2 separate regions of the Zea mays genome follow, and region 1 is linked to region 2. A link is a contact called in public Hi-C data. All regions are on one chromosome and are shown on one strand. The core of a region is the stretch at or near the end of the contact, and the rest is flanking DNA. Distances in the headings are between cores, read along the strand shown. Region 1 holds the start of LOC100274145. Region 2 holds the start of LOC100273919.

What was found. Hi-C and Micro-C count contacts between places; a contact is called where the count stands out from the background.
Region 1: a Hi-C map of endosperm shows a contact between it and region 2, with 2.5 times the contacts expected there. The contact joins the promoter of LOC100274145 here to the promoter of LOC100273919 in region 2. A contact is called at or near these places in 2 of 25 Hi-C or Micro-C datasets (ear and endosperm).

Annotation. Positions count from the first base shown.
Region 1 is chr3:144,694,625-144,697,324 of Zm-B73-REFERENCE-NAM-5.0, forward strand. LOC100274145 reads right to left here and starts at 1,414. Exons shown (of 5, transcript NM_001148523.1): 1 at 1,340-1,414.
Region 2 is chr3:144,204,051-144,206,750 of Zm-B73-REFERENCE-NAM-5.0, forward strand. LOC100273919 reads right to left here and starts at 1,422. Exons shown (of 3, transcript NM_001320096.1): 1 at 971-1,422; 2 at 1-433. The coding sequence starts at 1,334.

The DNA.
Region 1 (2,700 bases), core at 164-2,663, 490 kb after region 2:
CTACAAGCTACTTTACCATTCAAGGATGTAGTTATGTAAATTGGTTGTCTAATGATACAACATGGACGGATGTAAACAATATGAAGATGTTGCTGCTAACATGTTCTTGGATGGCAAAATGAAGTTGTTGCCACACAATATGTGCTCATGTAAGCTGAAACCAAAATCATAAAGAGATCATTCAGTCCCAAGGGATCCAATACTAGACTACTAGTCTAGACTTGTGGTCTTCCACTAAGGAAACATGTAATTGATTTATAGAGTACAAACGAAAACAATAAGTGCATCTAGCCATTATAATTAAAGTCTGTTCATCAGAATGTGAGTGATGGTGTATAAAGTCTGTTCATCAGAGAATGCATCAGGTTTATATACCATGTTGCTGCAAAGTAAATCAGCAAGACCTGAACTAACGAACTTAAGTAGTCTTTCTGACTAATGAACAATAAATTCTAGGCCATACAATTGCCAGATTCAACAAAAATTCAAGTTATAACTTTGAATATTTTCTTCACATGATTAACGACGAACAATGTGATTAGAATGATCAGCACACATGTAACTAACAACACTCCACTTATGACAGCACTCCAATTATACCTGACAGCAGTCCAGTAAAAAAATGATCAGCGCACATGTAAAAAATGATCAATATTTTCATCTCTGATTAAGCATCAAGCAAAGAATTTTCTTCTCTCAAAAAAATGAAAATAAACTAACATCAGCTTTTTGGTTGCTCGAAGACACAGCTTAGGAAAGGTCCCAAATGTGTGCATTTTTGTGATTTTGCAGAAAAGTAGTATTCCTGCTTTCGATCTTAGGGAGCACCAATACAACTTAAGAAAAAAGTGAGACTGTTTTGAAAGAAATATTTTAAGAAAAAACCAAATGATCCGATGAAAAAGGCTATCTATCCACACTTTCTACACGGGATCCTTCCTAGTTTCCTAGAAACAATATATATCCAATCGATTTTATTACCAGAGTTAATTTTATGACGGTGCTTCCTATTGCTAGTAGCAAAGATAATTTTATGACGGTACTTCCCATTCGTACTCTCCTGACTCTCGATGCTAATATGCGCTAGCCTTGTTTCAAAGGCCTAAAAAAACTGAACTCCTGCTGCCCCGTGACTTAAGCCTGGCAGCCGCAAGCCTCCCAGGCGCAGAGGCCCATGCGGTAGCATAGGCATAGCGGCGGCTGCGAAGTGGGCGCGTCTGGCGAGAACAAACGAATCTGAGCGAGATCTACAAGGTGAGCGAGATCTGCAAGAATCCGAGCGAGGATAAACGAAGAAAACCTAGTAGCAGGGATATGAAGATGTGAGCGGAGCCCTTACCTGAGAAGGCGAAGCTGCTAGATCTGAGCTGATGATGATGACAAAGGACTGACGGCGGCGTGCTCGGAAGAGTTGTGAACAGAGACAGCGTCATGCTCGGGAGAGCTGCCTGATGTCTGGAGGCCGGACCAATATCCCCGCGGAAACATGGCTCAAGGAGTCAAGGGTGGGCCGGTATCCCAGCGAAGCTATCTTCCAAACATGCAAAAAATGTGTCACGTGAAATCTTCCCACGTGGGCCATTGACACAGGGAAAATACCATATTCCCTGCAGGGAATTGGGCTGCCAAACAAGCCCTAAACGGCTACAGGGGTGGGGGAGGCCGAGGCCGAGGCCGAGGCGGGGAACCGTTGAAATCAGTCTGATGCTCTCGCTCGCATCTGTTGCGCCACCTCCCACCTGCTGCTGCAGTGAATGTGGAGTTTCAGCGAACGTTGGGTGCAGTTTCAGTGAGTGTGCAGCTTCAGCTTCAGGTTAATGTAGAATGAAAACTTTAATGCTTCAGCGATGAGTCAATGTGAATAGCTTGTGATTTTATAATAGGAAGCAAGTGTAGAATAGAGAACGAAGTGATTATGGATGGTCATATGTTTATATTAATTTTGAATGGTTTTTATTAAACCGATTCTTATAAAAATAGACTAAAAAGTCAGAGCGTTTAGCATTATGCATCAATTTTTGGTGAACAGAAGCTGAAAAAAAGGTCAAACAAACAGCGCTAAGAGGTGGAATCGGTTTGGCAATGGCGCACAACCTCAACGTGTTGTGGATGAATTTGCCAAGCGGCATGGTTCCATGGTGAATTTAGAGCGGCGGCTATGTTTGGGTCTTGAAGAGAGTTAAAACGCGCGTCGTTGGTTGGGAATGTTGACAACTACGTCACCACGGATCACCAGATCCGCTCCCTTCCCTCCCGTCAGCAGTAGAGGCGTGAGAAGCTGTAGAAGATCTGTCTCCCTTCACATAAGCACGACAGAGGAAACACACAAGACACATGGTATAGGGTTGGGCCTCTGGCCTCTTTCTGATCTCTGTATTATGAGGGGGTGTACAAGTTCCTTATATAGACATGTAAGACCCCTCAAGGGCAAAGCAGGTATTTGCCCACATAACCCTAACTAGGGTTACTTAACACTCCCCCTTGGGCGAATACCGCGACCAACACATGCCTCGTTAAAACTCCGAAAAACTCAGTGGAAAAAATGTGGAGAAAGAGTGCATGGTGATACAAATTGCATTTTTTGCACTTTGTTGCCTCGTTAAAAAAACCTCATGTGATAAACTTCAAGAAAACTCACCAAGGGAAAAAGAGTACAACAACTGTCATTGGGACAGATTTCGATCCTTTGGGATCTAGATT
Region 2 (2,700 bases), core at 172-2,671:
GCATTTTTTACATGTTTGGGAACTGGGCAGTGCTTGGTATTAGATGGTACTGAAAACTGCTTCGGAACAGATGCTACCTTGATGGGTTCCTCTGATTCCTTCTCCAGGGGGGGGTCGTCAAGGGCTCCTCGGTAGTGACCATACCAAGATCCATGTAAACCATCCGGCGGGTTGTTAAAACGTTTTGGTGACAAATCCTCTCCTCTAACTAAGCCTTCCCAAGGCCACATGATTGTTGCTGCACTGCACAGTACACTGGTAGCACTACTAGGACAAGCAAGCAGTACATTGTAGTTGCTCATTCTCAACCGATGCAAGATGTTTGCAAAATCTCTATCGCCAGATATAAGGAAAAAATGAACTGGTGGCGGATTCTGAGCAATCCAGTAGACAAGATCAGCCATAAAAGAGCGGTCAGAACTATTCTTCCCACCTACATCATGGAAACAACACTGTTAGTTCAAAGTAATAAAAAAACCACAACCCAAACAGAATTTAAAATCAAGTGAAAATAGAGGATGCCAACTTTGTAAAATTGAGGGTAGCAATGCAACTTTTGCTACTTAGCATTGCCCCTTATGTGATCTACTCCTGCCGTTTCAAATGTTAGTTGTCTTAGTGTTGTCCTCGGTCAAACTTTTCTGAATACTTAGTTATTTTTCCAATCTGTTAACGTACAGCAAGAGGACGGACATCCCTGTGGTCAGGTGGCAACTAAATTAGGGATCAAACTTTGTGAACAATAAAAAAAGAAATGAACCAAATACAAGATCCTGTCAAATTTAGCATCCATATCTTCACAAACCATGGAAAGTGCATATACAGTCACCAACCCGCCAACAAAACATTCAATAAAAGATGCAGGAACAACTTATGGAAGACGAAGACGCTCCCGCAATCATAAAAGATAAAACAAGGGAATGGAACGGAACGGAGCAGAATTAATGGGGCGGGGAGGCGAGCACGCAACTGCTTGGGACGTGGGAGATGGAGACGCCCGTGGCGGCGAGCGCCTCCTGGGAGGAGCGCGCGAGCTGCAGCACGTCCCCGAAGGCGGTGATGGAGAGCGGCCCGCGGATGCCGGCGGCGCGGAGGGCGGCGGAAACGCGCGGGGCAACGCGGTGGACGTTGACGCCGTTGGGGATGTGGCAGTTCTCGAAGTCCCACCACACAGACACCCTCACCGCTCGGCTGCCCTCGCCGTCCTGCGGCGGCGCGGCGACGGCGCGGCGACTCCCGCCGCCGCCGTAGACGGCGGAGCTGAGGCGGCGGCAGCAGTGGCCGCAGACTCCGTGGTAGTGAGCCGACAGGCGGTGGCGGAGGATCTGGGACATGGCGGCGCCGATCCTCGCCGGCGGTTGCGATTTTGTTGGAGAGGGTTTTGGAGAAACCCTTTCGGCATTCCACTTTTGCCACGCACGAGGGTACGAAATGAAGGATCTTGCTATAGGTGTACATTTGGGTCGGGCCTGATGGGCCGGCCCGAAGCACGGAAAAAAAGCACGGCCCAGGCACGGCACGGCCCAAAATAATTTAGTGCCGGGCCGAGTTTGGGCCGAGGTCACGGCCCATGGGCGGGCACGAGCACGGCCCGTTTAAGGCAGGCACGAAAAGGCCCATATAGAGGCACGAAAAGGCCCATATATTTATTAAAACACACTTAATTCCACACTTTCATATACTTGATAAAGAACACAAAGCTAGAGATAATGCTAGTTAGATGTTTTTTGTATCTTTGAATTAGAGTGTGTGATGTAATTTTACTTTTGTTATGAACATTAGACAATAAACTGAACTTACGAACTTTGTATAGAGCTGATTATACTCTTTTTTCTTCTAACAAAATGATTTATAAACGAGGTAGTCATTGCATAGCTGTGGTAACTTTAATACAAATATTAAGTTTGATTTTGTTCAAATTTATTTGTCTTATCTTTTATTTGTTTTATTATTTTTTTGAATTTAGGGCTCTAACGTGAATTTCGGGCCAAAAACTGAATTTCGAGCCAAAAATTGAATTTCGGGCCCTAATGTGAATTTCGGGCCAAAAATTGAATTTCGGGCTTTTATAATTTCGGGCCGCCCGAAATAAGCCCGGCACGTTTAAGCAATTACGGGCCGGGCCGTGGGTCGAGGGCGAGGCCCATGGGCCGGCCCGGCACGGCCCGAAATTCAAACGGACCGGGCCGGCCCGAAATTCAAACAATACGGGTCTTTTCGGGCTTGGGCCGGGCCGGGCCGGGCGGCCCGAATGTACACCTATAGATCTTGCTGGACCAGTGGACTGGAAGGGCGTAACCGCCTTCAGGCCTCATGGGCCCAGGCCTAGATGCGCCCTGTGGCAGACGGCGCCTCATATATCACACTAGGAAAAGGAGGCGCGCTTCGCGGCGCCCTACTTCCATATACATTATATATAAACACAGTGTAGAAACACAAACACATTGTAGGAACACAAACATATTGTAGGATACAATATGACAATATAATACATATGGCGCGAGCGCAGGTTCTACAACTGTCTCTAAAAGACAGCGTACATGCAGTTGCGGAACGGTGTTCAGTACAACAGTACATAACTCTAACAGTTTACAGCTCCATAGACTATACATGTACGGTGCAACAAGCAGATGATCGTTGTACACAAAAGCACGATGTAAGCGTTGGTTTGCTGCGCAGTTCTTAAAAAGTCTTTGGCAC